Regions from separate parts of the Zea mays genome. Here region 2 is linked to region 1. A link is a contact called in public Hi-C data. All regions are on one chromosome and are shown on one strand. Each heading gives the region's core, a stretch centred on a gene start, on an enhancer-like site or on the middle of the called end of the contact. The rest is flanking DNA. Distances are from core to core; before and after follow the strand shown.

The links. Hi-C and Micro-C count contacts between places; a contact is called where the count stands out from the background.
Region 2: a contact with region 1 is called in a Hi-C map of ear, with 4 times the contacts expected there. The contact joins the enhancer-like site here to the promoter of LOC103645995 in region 1. A contact is called at or near these places in 6 of 25 Hi-C or Micro-C datasets (ear, leaf, tassel and 1 more).

What each region holds. Positions count from the first base shown.
Region 1 is chr2:13,318,632-13,325,556 of Zm-B73-REFERENCE-NAM-5.0, reverse strand. It overlaps LOC103645995 (probable WRKY transcription factor 14), which reads left to right and starts at 5,597. Exons shown (of 3, transcript XM_008670735.4): 1 at 5,597-6,925. The coding sequence starts at 6,325.
Region 2 is chr2:13,385,860-13,392,847 of Zm-B73-REFERENCE-NAM-5.0, reverse strand. No RefSeq gene overlaps it. Among protein-coding and RNA genes, the nearest start is that of LOC100281866, 45 kb to the left of the region's middle. Within about 2 kb of position 2,312, at least 18 of the 20 cell types and tissues checked have an H3K27ac peak or open chromatin away from gene starts, as enhancers often do. A contact at or near this core is called in ear, leaf and tassel, where this site is marked.

The DNA of each region.
Region 1 (6,925 bases), core at 4,348-6,847:
AAAAAAATCATCTAGAACACCTAACTCAACCGTTTACAATAATAGCTAGCCGGCCGTACCTCTAAACAGTTGTGAACGGGTCAGTATTTTATAATGTCATGACAGGCTGAACTCAAATTCCAATTCAGATACTGCAGTTCTCCGTCACTAACTGCAAACAATTCCTCTCTTAGAGCTCTGTGGAGTAGAGATCAGGCATTGATCGCCTTTTGGACAGTATTGCGAGTCAAGAAGTCAATCCAGTTCCATAGCGTGGTAAAGGGAGAGACCAGTGGGGACTGCAGTTTCGAATCCAAGAGGACCACCGGGGAGGAAAAAAAGGTATTAAAGAATTGAACCCTAGCTAACTGGCACAATGTGCAGTTGTCAGTAGAAAAGAAACAGGGGTGCACACACATCAAAAAATACTCCATACTTGGAGTGTGGTTAAGTGATGACAAGACTCTTTGTCTTGACTCAACTCCATGGTGCTAAGTCAAACTGATCAGACAATAAGTTCTTACAGTTTCTTAATTAGTCTACGAAACAACGCATCTGATGCCTACGCATGAAATAGATTCCGGCTGAGGTAAAAGATTAGAAGGCGCAGGTGTTGAATATGGTTTGACCAGTACGTAAGCTACGAGAAGCTAGACAGCTAGCTAGTAAAATCCACACATGCACACACATATATTATTTTAAAAAAGATAACCACTGTTATTTTTAAGCAACTTTCTGTAACTCTCGAACATCTCACACGTTTATTTAATTTATTGATGTCATAATAAGAATGTAGATGAGCTGCACTATGTTCCAAGATGCTCAGTAGTCATCGTACTTTCTGGGGAGAACATAAGCCTGTTAACCGTTTACCATTCTCGCAAAAAGGAAGGCATTTGCCATCAGGTAACAGACACCGATAGTCACCAAAACGACAAGTTAATACTCTATTTGTCCTAAAATATATATAGCATATTTTAGCTATTTTAGATAATAGGAACGCGGACGCATGTACCCATCACTTAACTTTCTAAAATCTACTGAAATCCGATTCTATTGATTATTAAAGGTGGAGTCTAAGCTCTCTTAAACTATCTTCAGCAGATCATCTATCACATCTTCTATCTCATCAACTATTTTAACCTACACTATACAAACAGTGTGTCATCTATAGTTCCGCGTCCCCCCTATTTTACCTTATTTACTGGAGATAGTCTTATACCAAAAATGGCAATTTTTGAACGAGTATTTTATTTAGTTAAAACATCCTTATGTTTTCCAAATATTTTATATTTTTGGATAAATTATGAATGGCAGAATACGGTATATAATAGAACAGTGTGAATAAAAGGCACATACAAATATGTATCTTAAAGTTTAGTTTGACAACTCCATTTTTAAGGGATTTTCATATATTTTCTCAAGGAAAAATAAACTAATTTTTCTTCGGAAAACTGAAATCTTTTGAAAAAAAATAGGACTGTCAAACTAGCCCTAATGGTACACATGTTATGTTCCCACAGAACTATCTAAAAGTGGACGCATAAGACAAATTTGAAAAAAAAAATGACGAATAACTGTAGCACTCCTAGTTACACGATTATATCTACACTGTTCTCTCATATCTCTAAATCTGGACCATGTTATATGCAGGTTTGATTAAAACTATTAGACGAACTGAACAAATTAAACTGCTGTTTCAGCTAGCTATATAGCTGGGACTACATTTTGAACAAACTCCTGTACAGCAATATATATATATACGGAATCACAAGGCCGGAGTATAGCGCATTTTATTTAATTAAGTGGGTGCTCATTATTCAAACGTACACGACTGCGATGACGAACGATTACATGCTGATTTTTTTAAGCTGATGAATCGGCATCAGTGGCTGCTGAGTTTATATTGTACTGTTAGTTGCAGGAAGAGATAATACCGAGAACCCTATCACCCGAAGCATGTCCTGTGCGCCGAAAACGCCTTCAAACGCGGGGCCAGGATCTTCTGCGCGATGAACCCAACTTCGCAGCATAAGGCTACACGATTCTCGTCACATGAGATCCTCGCTCATGGATGTCCATATTGGATTCAAAGAAACTTCCAGCAGAAAGCAACTCGCCTTTGTTTAATCCCCATTGCAGCGTCACCTTCAAGAACCACCATCCCCTTGATGCAAAAATAGTTGTATACAGCAAGCGCTATCTCTGAAAATCTGAATTGGTCAACTCCAAATGACCATTTTATGACACGAAGTCTATGCGCGTGATCATAGTGAGATATGTGTCTCGACTCTCGAGTTGCTAAACCAAAGGAATTTGTATACGACTCACTGTTTGCATTATTATTATCGTTGCCGCCGTTTGTGTCATTATACTTAAGTGAGCCACCGAATGCATAAAAGATACTCTCTCTTCTTTTTTATTTATCGCGTTTTAGTTAAAAACAAACTAGTGAGCGACAATATTCGACAACTAAGGTATTATTTGTTACTATATAAGTCCAAGTACCATGGTGCATACACCTATGTTTAAGTAGTCTCTCTGATGAGATATTACAACCATTTTTTGTCTCATTAGGCTATCACAAAAACTTACTCATCTATGTTTCTTATTTTGAACTTCACTATGTAAACAATATCATTTATATTGTTTTGCACGGTCATATACACTAGTCACAGCCTTAACTAGATATTATATCCATATTCTTCCAAACATTTTATAATTTATCATAGCATCAAGACAGTTTTGTTGTGTTGAGTACATAAGATCGCAACGTGTATGTAGTGAACCCGCAGTAGGCCAGCTACCAGCCGGTGCCCTGCAGGGCGGCTGGACTAAATTTATAAATAATAAATTTATGATATTTAAATAGATATTATTATATTTTATAGTATATTATTTGATGTCATAATTTTTATAGTTTTTTTAGTTTTAGTTAAATTTAAGATGTTTTGTATTTTGAAAAGTTATAATAACTTATATTTTAAATTCGAAATAATAGTTATTTTTCTGCAAACCAATCATGACGATGTTATGTATTTCTAATATAATATTAGATAAATATAACTTTTATATTAAATGTGTAACTTCTCGTAAGATATACACTTTTCATTTTAAAAGTATATTTATCTACATCACATAAGAAAGAAATGTTTTTTTCTAAAAATATAGAAAATAGTGGTACACGATTAATATCATCTTTTAAAATTTTATTATTTTTAGCGCCTTAACTATATCTCAAATGAGTAACCTCGTAACTAAAAAATTAAACATGTCATACAAGAAAGTTGTCATCTTAATTCTTGGTATGCTATTATTATGTTGATGAAACTTTATATTAATTTATGTCGTCTTAACTACCTCAAATGTAAAAACTCAAAACTATAAAGTTATAGATCGTATGGAGAGTGATAGCTTTCGTATAAAAAATATCTTTATCAGATACAAGTATAGTAGTATTTTTTTAAGACAAGCGCTTGTACGCCATTATTATCGTGCTGAAATTTTATAGTATTGTTTTATTAGCTTCTTAGATAGCTCAAATAAAAACTGAACAATAAATTGTTACATTTCATACAATTCATCTTTATGTGACGTCGTATAATTTTTTTTAAAAAAAAGTTTGAGTTTTTTTACATCACTCCCTGTTAGGGAAAAAACAATATTGTCACATCTACGAGAGTGGCATAACAAAATTTTCTATGTGAAAATAATCGTCTAGCATGGTAGATCATGTTACGCTAACATATATGGCATAACATATGCACTGGAAACGGCAATAGGTAAATGTCTATCGGGTATTACTATCCTATGCACATACCCAAGAGAAAAAATAAACCAGTTGAGTCACCCATATCTACTTGTGGGTATGTATTTACCTCCATACTCGTACTTTATGTGGGTATGGGTCACCCATCGGGATATCCGTACCCACAAAGATTAAACATATATCAAAATAATATATTGTACAAGTATATATCCATCTAAATACCATCACAAAAATTCTAGCATTATTCAATTATTCAATCTTACATACAACATCACCACAGATAATTGGATAAAGTAGCAACATTAGGATAGTACCACATAACACAATACATGTTCCATTACATGGTCGTCGTCGAATAGTTGTTAAGCCTTCCATGACATTATTGCTCAAAAGGGTGTGAAATAGTCAAAAGATGGATGATTGTATCCTAAGTTCATGTTTTTGGACCAAGTTTATACCGGGTAGTTTATACCCACGGTTTAACGGGTATGAGTGACGGCGGAACATTATAATATTCGTTTATCCATTGGATGAAAGTTTTTTTTCCAAAAAAAAACTCATTAGTAAAATATTTAGCACATATACACATCTTAATGTAGTAAATATCCATCGGGTATCGGGTTGTGGATACTCATTGCTATCTCTAATCTGCACACCATCATACGCTTACACAAGAATTAATCTCAAACCATGTGTTCCCAGTATACGCTATACGGCTGCGTATATATCCAGGCATGTGTTGATGCTGCCGATCGGTATCTGGGGCGCTGGCTGCAATTATTCACAAGCATTCACAGTACCGTTCGGCATATATATATATATATATATATATATATATATATATATATATATATATATATATATATATATATATAGTAGCACACCGCACAAAGCCAGTTCGGTGTGCATGGCAGCGCGGCTGGCCGCCTCGATCGGCTAGGCCTCGGCTCATAGCATAGAAGACAAAAGGCCATGCCATTTCAGATCACAGTACTCGGCACACATGCATGCGCTCGCATATGTCCTGTGGTGAAACGACCAAAAGTACGCACGACTATGCGCCACACTGTAGCCGCCGCATATGCGTACGTGGGCGATTCCGTCTCTCCTTCACCCCCTGACGCCGATGCTGATAGACGACGACGACGCACAACCATGCATATAATCGTGGACTATTTGCACATGAATAAACGCCAGTAGATAACTGCTCTATTGATGGTGTATATAGTACATCCACAGAACGGAACACATGATGCAAAATTCTTGTGTGTGCATGCAGCAGCAGCGTGCATGCACACAGGTCGATCCAGAGCGTGCGTGCTTGGCGATCAGATCGGTCGGGTCGCCCGGCCGGCCTGCGCTGCGCATGCCATGAAGAAGGCCTGAGTAACGGAGTGGTGCAAGTAGGTTGCGTGTGCGGCGGACTCGGTCATTCCGTCCGTCAGTGGGTTAAAAAGAAGAGGAGACAGAGACGACAGGCGTCCGACGCGAGCGAGCTAGATCAGCTCAGGGAGGTCCGGCTCCGGCCGGGGACGGTTCCAGCCTTTTCACCGTGCATGGACATGGTAGCATCGCATGCGGATCGGACCCGGTGGCCGGCATATGCACGGCCCGTTTTTCTTTTTACCAGGCCAGGGCCAGGGCGACAGGCGCCCGACGCGGCCATGCCGCCTTGCGTATGGAGGTGGCACACCGGCCGCGGCCTCCCCCACGCACCTCGCCCGTCTGCCGTGCCCTTGAAAAGGTCAGCCTCCATCCGTCCGTCCGTCGGTCAATCGACCGGCGCAGGAGGACGGAGGGCCAGCATATGTTATGCATATGCATATGCATGCACGCACATCGATCGCCAGAAGAAAACAATACAAAATCCACACAACCCATCACTCTCGCCCTCCTGTCCCTCTCTCGACATGCCTGTCTATCTCTCTCTCTCTCATCTCTCTGCCCTCACATACTTCTTTATTGTCCTCTCTTGGAAGCCAACTCAAGTTACCCATCTCTCTCTCTCTCTCTCTCTCTCTCTCTCTCTCTCTCTCTCTCTCTCTCTCTCTCTCTCTCTCTCTCTCTCTCTGTGTGTGTCTCTCCTCTTCTTGTGTTTTCGATCCCTCTTCTCTCCTGTTGCTTGCTTGGTGTGGAGAAAAGATAGCTCACTTTCCACAGCCCCATCTCTCACATCCTGCTTCCCCTCCACCCTACCTCCTTTTCTGCCCCCCACAAAAGCTAAACAAGCTTGCTGGTTCGCTTGCCTGCTTGGTATTAGCTACCCCCAAGCAGATCGGGCCAACCTGCAACTACTTCAAGAGATCGCTGTCCCTGCCCTAGCAGCCTTCTTTCTCCTTCGTGACAACACATGCATGCACCCAGGCTGCTGCTTCCTGTGCTGTGCATCACACGGGTCTTGGAAAGCTAGCCTCGTTAGCTTCTTGGTGCCAGTTGATTGGAAAGGAGCGAGAGAATTATTGAGCGGTTGGCATCAGCCGCTTGCATCCACTATAGAGGCAGCGAGCGAGAGCGAGAGGGATCGGCAAAGGGCGCCCTAGGGGAGCTACTACTAGCTGCCGCACGATACTACAGCCATGTGCGACTACTTCCTTCCGAGGATGGAGGGCGACCAGGCCGGCGGCGGAGACCTCACGGACATCGTCCGGTCCGGCGGAGCCATCCCTGGAAACGCCGCGGACACGCCGTCCACGGCCGCCGCGGACGAGTGGCAGCTCCAGGGGGACGCGACGATGCTCTTCCCGCCGCTTCCCTCGTCGACGACAGCATCGGAAGTAGGCTGCGCCGCCGTCTTCGGCACCGACCCTTTCTCCGGCCTCGTGGACCCGTTCAGTACCGACTACTCCTCGGGCGCCGACTTCCTGGACGCCATGCCGGACGCGATGGCCAAGGTCGGCTTCGACACGACGGCTATCTGTGGCGGCAGCGGCAGCGGCAGCGGCTGCAGAGGAGGAGGCGGAGGCCAACTCATAGACATGAGCCGGAAGCAGCAGCCTCTCTTGCCGCGGGGGTTGCAGATGCCGGCGGTTGGAGGAGTGCTGACGCCGAGGGTGGTGCTGCCGTCGCCGTTGTCGCCGAGGGAGATACGACCGTACCCGGCGTTAGCCGGAGACATGGTCAAGCTCGGAATCACGGCCGGGCAGGTGGCCGGGTGCGCCATCGACGCCGCCGTTGTCG
Region 2 (6,988 bases), core at 1,063-3,562, 71 kb before region 1:
ATGTTCTGTTGTGTTTCAATTTAACTTCCCAGATTTCCAAGCACTATAGAGCTTGATATAGTTGTTAAGGCCACTTGGCAATATATATAAATATATGATGCCACACAACACAATCAAATAAAATATAGAGCCAAATAAAATTGTTTCCGAATCTTGCGCTATGATGTAACCTCATGGGCTTAGAAAACCCACTACATTCTACGCGAGTACAAGCTCCAGCGTATCTGGTGTCAATTCGTGTACGGCCATCAGGGCTACGACAACACAGCAAGCCTTCGTAATAAGCGCAACAGACACAATTATGGCTCGGTAGTCGGGGTACAGGATAAGTCCACGTAACGTGCGCAACAGGCGCAATTGTGGCTCGCTGATCACGGCAGACAAATAGTGCCTGCAGAGCATGTGAAAAATACACGACTCGGCGATGACGGTCCAACTCAACGGGAGCGGTCCGACTAAACGAGAGTGCGACATAGCAATCACATGACGCAGCCAAGTTCGTACGACACAAATAATGTGTCGAGTTGCCGGGGCGCAGCCAATGCTCAGCCGATTAATAATGTAGTCTGATCAACGTGTCTGGGTACCCACGATATCATTTAATCGCTCACGTGAGGATAAAAGCTCAACGCAACACAAATATTTAGAGCGATTTGAGTATGCACAGTATAGCTCTCACATGCATTTTAAGAATTTTCTGCTAACTATTTACTACGAGAAATAAAGCAGAAATATAATACTAGAATTAATGCATAAGCATAAGCATAAGCAGATCAGGTGTATGAAAGGCATTTTCTCATATTCAAGCATGCATTTTTCTACTAATTATTTACTGCGGAAAATAATTAATTAAGGTAGAAACTGCAATGTAAAACAAGTTTTTATTCTATTTGTTATGTTCAGCAGGAGAATAGAATAAAATAGTATGGCACATGTATATAAATTAAAGCATGTATAAATTCAACCGTAATTTATGAGAAAATTGTAAAGCACATTAAGATCCTATTTCTTTCTCTGCTTCCACGAATTTTTTCTGCGCGCACAATACACCTAATCAACTTTTTCATTTTTCTATTGAGCCGCTATTTTTGGATCATGCAGATGCAGCCATGCAGTGGCCGCATGCAACTGGTTTGACCGTGACCTTTAATGGCGCAAGAAATTTGCATGGTTCAACTATTTTCTCTTAGTTGTATGAGATCCGTTCTTTTCTCCACTACACCGGCTAGTCTTTGCATGGCGGTCAGATTAGGATCCAGAGCCACTTCACGCGCAAGGACCGGCTGCATGCGTGAGATTTTTTTCAACTGTCGCAAAGAACTTGCATGCGGCCACGAGACGCGGGGTCACATCGAGCTCATATGCTCCGGGCAGAAACGGGGGACTAGGGCGCCGACTTCTGGCGGGGCCTGTTGCACGGCGGTGCAATTCGTCTCGGGAAATGGCTTCGTGCCACATGTTCGAATCAATACGTGCTGATGCGCAGTTGAGGAACGACGCTACTGGCGTACACTCCAGCGGTGGCGATACGCATCTCGAGCAGGGCGACGACACGCAGTGTCGTTTTTTTTCACATGAATAATACGAGATGAACAATACCACCAACAGTAGATCCAACCTACTATCGAAAACATACCGCTCAATTACGTAGAGGGAGAATCGAAGTCTGTCGCGTAGGACAGTTCGGCTAGGCCGGAGGACCTGCCGGCTTAATGGAGAGTTGATGCAGATCTGATCCAGCAGCAACGTCGAGGTAGAGCGTGCTGATAACGTATTGAGAACTACGTTACCACGGATCACCAGATCCGCTCCCTTCCCTCCCGTCAGCAGTAGAGGCGCAAGAAGTTGTAGAAGACCCGTCTCCCTTCCCATAAGCACGACAGAGGAAACACACGAGACACTGGATATAGGGTTGGGCCTCTGGCCTCTTTCTGATCTCTGTATTATGAGGGGTGTACAGGTTCCTTATATAGAGATGTGAGACCCCTCAGGGGCAAAGCAGGTATTTGCCCACATAACCCTAACTAGGGTTACTTAACAGGCCTGTCCACCTTGACGTTCTCCTAAGGTACTGTGATAGCTCACCTTCGCTTTGACCTCAACGCCCGCGGGGGAGATGAGAAGAGTGGAGGTAGCGTGGCGCGGCGCGGCTAGGCGGGGTACGGTGCGGTGGTTTTTGACAAGAGTCACGTCCAGTCCAAGCAGTTTCTCCGCCTTTTTTAGCCTCGCGGCTCGAGCTACACTTGCGCCTGAGCTGCTCTTCACGTGACCTCCGGAGCGGATGGCGACACGACTGGGCGCGGGTGGTGAGGTTCGGTCTGTCTAAACACCAACACGCGTTGTGGCAGCTCCCACCACGAGGAAGAGAGTCAAGAGACCACGGGCCATGGCCCGCTTTCATGCCCGTCTACCTGCAAGAAAAAAATGCCCACCTAGCGGCCCAATCAGATCGAGCCCACAAGAGTATTCGTTCGGCTCCATTTAAGTTTGGTGCTTCTCTGACAACTTGGGCATTACATAAGCCCGCGAGAGAATTTAAAAATAGGTCATGTCCGCGCGGAGTCAAACAGGATTTGGGAGGTGACAGACGCAGATCGAGGAGCTCACTTCAAGGATCAGAAATCCGGGAGGGGATCCATGAGCGGAATGCTGGAACCGAGTGACTCTCAACCGAAGCAAAGCTGCAAAGGTTCATCTCTATCTTCTTCCTCTCGCTGACCCCGTCATTGTCTCATTTAATTTGAGTCATGTGCAGGCTCTACATACGCCTCACGAGTCCCAAAAGCTCATCTATCATCCCGGACGCGCTCGGCCTCAGCAACAAGACCTTAAATCTGTTTTGTCTTTTTTTATTCTTTCTTCGAGAGGGCAGGAGCTCAGATCTTAGCCACGAGCCCTTGTGTTTAGTGTTGTTTATATTGAGAACTACGTTACCACGGATCACCAGATCCGCTCCCTTCCCTCCCGTCAGCAGTAGAGGCGCAAGAAGATGTAGAGAACCCGTCTCCCTTCTCATAAGCACGACAGAGGAAACACACGAGACACTGGATATAGGGTTGGGCCTCTGGCCTCTTTCTCTTCTCTGTAATATGAAGGGGTGTACAAGTTCCTTATATAGAGATGTGAGACCCCTCAGGGGCAAAGCAGGTATTTGCCCACACAACCCTAACTAGGGTTACTTAACACTCCCCCTTGGGCGAATACCGCGACCAACACATGCCTCGTTAAAACTCCGAAAACCCAGTGGGAAAAATATGGAGAAAGAGAGCATGGTGATACAAATTGCATTTGCACTTTGTTGCCTCGTTAAAAACCTCATGTGAGAAACATCAAGAAAACTCACCAAGAGAAAAAGAGTACAACAGCTGTCATCGGGACAGATTTCGATCCTCTGAGATCTAGATTCTATCGAATCTTCTACAAGGGCTAACTTTTAGAAATGTGCTCCCCCTGATCATTGCAAAACCGTATCAATAAGGCAAAACATCTTCTTCTAGAAGTATATGCACATAAAGATTTAGCAAACGGATTGCATATCCTTGCAAGGACTATTTCAGGAACTTTACCTCTACTCACTTCTAGGATATACGAGGTAAGTGCACGTATCAATATAAATAAGCCACTCTGATTGATGGTGTTCGATCGACTAGATCTATATATTTGATAGAAAGTTCCATAAAGGTTCACATATTGATCATCAAGCTCACGCCTTCAGGGCATAGAATATGACATTTATTGTCTCACGATTGTGATCAATATAAGTATTCGCTCCCCCTGACGATGACATCTGTCAAAGTCTTTATCCCTCATAACTCAAGCATATTCTTCAAGATATATGTCTCATTGTTCATCTGGAATAACGAGAATGAATGAGGTTGGGGTGCTATCATTTTCTATCTTACACCACAATTTATACATAGTTGTGCAAAGCAAATAACATGTCCTTCAATAGGACTTAGGGGATAATATAGTTGCAATAGTACATATTCTAAATATGACACATCGCTCCAGGCATTCATCCATCGCAACATCTATGATGGTGTAACAAAAGTCCATTAAAGATCGTAATCCATCAGGGATTTTTCATCGATCAGATACATCGTTATAGTCTGTCATTCTGGCACAATGGGGATATTTTGCCAGTAACACCTAAACCTTATAGGTTTCTGCCATCAGGGCTTTAGAGGATACCGTAATTCCACATATGGTGGAATACACGAGTGTACATACACTCGGTAAAACTCGTGACATGCACATGTGCTTATCAAGCAAACTTCAAGTCCTTTGGTTCCTCATTTCATTCATTCTCGGGTCTATATGGGTCTTTATCCCTTTATAGGGATTATCAAACTTTGGTGTTTAACACAGACTTTATTTCTTCTGGAAAGGTTCCATCAAGGAACTATAATCTCATCTAGGAGATATTCTCTCTACATAGGAGAGTGTTCATTCATCAGGAATGTATTATTCGGTAAGAGATTTATATGTTGCATATTTATAATTCAAAGATACGAGTCCTTCTAGGATCTCATGACGGATCTTCAGAATCCTATTAACTGCATATTTTAATTCATGCTATTTGCCAGATATATTACATAGCGGAACAGTGTTTATTCAACACATATATGGGATAGGTCTCTCACAAGACCACTTGAACCATCGCATTCACCACACATTATTTCAATAGTGCCCATAAATGTCCGAACTTCAAGCTCGTGACTTTCATTTTGCGATTATTGGTTCAGCCTCTATTGCATTTATCAGTGACCCGATAAGAGAGCTTCAAGCACTCGTGCCTAGGACTTTGTTTTGGATCCATTTGCAATCTAGAGAGGCAAGATAGATGTCGACACATTTGTCTCCCACATTTAATAATGATCTTCGTCATTTCCCAAAAACGAAAGATTCATTGTTCCGTATTCCTAGCACAATGATATTGCGCGCATTGCTAGGAACTTCATCATCAAGATGAACCTCTTCGTGAGGCAAATTACCAGCAGGGCGAGTTCATCGGAGGAGAGTTATTATAGACCACGTGAATCTGCAATCATAACATATGCTTTGACTAAGGCCAATGGATCATATTCGCAGGCGTCCCCGAGAATAGATCAAATGCCAATAAGTCAAATGTGGATATGATATTAATCCCGGGTATATCCACATCTACATCAGGTAGAAGCATTCAAACCAATATGGTTACTCCTCAACGATTTCTGGCAAACTCCATATACACAGGAGTACACTCTGAACGACGGGTTCAGTTTGGCTTTTGTGCGTTTAATAGAATATTGAGGCATTACACTATATGTGCATTCCTCCCCCTAATGCCTAGATGTTATAAAAGCATACATATAAAATCCCCAACCACAATCATCCAGTTGCGGCCAATGTATGCTATTGTGGTGATTTATTTGGGAAATCTTACGCACATTACAGATTGGGGTTTTATGCAGTGAGCTTTGGACTTAGATTAATGTAGTGGCATGAATACTACATATTTTTCCTTCAACATGAAGTGTTAGTCTCAACATCCAGCGAGACACGCAACAACAAGTTGCTTCGTGGTTACAATTCTGCAAAATTATTGTTATTATTACCAAATGCACAGTCAATCATTAAGATTTAGACTAACATGCACAACACTTATTTTATCCATAAGGCATCTTCAGGGGCTCATGAATACCATTCGTCGTTTTGAGCCATTAGTTGACTTCAGATCAACAAGTAAAATGACCATCAGGGTCTAACGCTCACAAAGACATTCACTGGTTGTATTGTGCTTTGAGGCACATAGGAAAAATGTGTGTGCTAATATTGGTAGTAAAGTGCACGGCATCAGGCCAATGCTGCCAAGCAAAGATTTTTATATGCAGAGATGTATAGTCCAGCTCATTTTATTATTGTCCATGGTTTACCCAATTACTCATACCGTTCTAAAATTGGGTATCGATTTATGCAACATTTTTAGGTATTATAATTTTGAGAGAGAATTTATAACAATAGTTAATAAATTGTGATGCTTTCAGCAGGGCAAACATTTCTCCTCATATTATATACCAATTTGTTCTATATAGCATTATTTCGATCTCTTCATTGTTCAGCAAAAAGAGAAGCTTTGGAATAAAATAAACAGGGCCAAGAATTCATTTTATCTGGGAAAATCACCATATAACTAGCTTTTGATGAAGCAAATGATGATAACTGCTTGGCAAGAATGAAAATAGGACTGGTGTCCGCCAGGATCCATCTTCAACAACAGATATTACTGCTCTCATACGAAGAAATCATCAGGAGTAGAGAGGATACAACAGGTCTCTACAAGATCTTCATATTTCTATCACAAATTATCATCACTAGCAGTCTAGTTGTCAAGACATATGACTCTTCTGGCTCCGAGGACCAAGGACATGTTAATGTCTAATTTAGCTTCAAGCTCTATGGTGATGTGGGATTTCATAGTTATTTGTCTACTCTTCTCACTTCTGGTAGATCGGAGGTAGATAATAGTAAGCATGCCAAAGTGTGGAATTCAGTGTAGTTCGGCTACATAAACCCCAGGTATGTGTCCATTCAGGATCGACCTTTACCATTTAGCTTACAGTGTATACCAAACTTGTTAAAGGACTATCCTGAGTCAATTCAGTGACTATAAGTATTTACATTTCCGAGAGATGTATGTGACACAAGCATAGAGGTCCTCGATAGAACGAGTAAAGTGGTTCGACGGGAACACACTATGGTTTTCACACCAACATAGTGAAAATTTTCTTAGAATAACCTCTCGGTATACTCGCAACTTCGTGTTGCTAGCGGTTACATGTCCTTTTATCTCATAGTTTGCTTCATGTCATCCAGCGACAAAGAGAGCAATGTGCTAACATCTGGTTGAGCAATGTATGACTAAGATTTCTGATCTTAAATCATTTGATAAGGTCTTTTTGCTTACTAATATAATCCCAATTTGTGATATCTTCTATGCCGAAAAGGC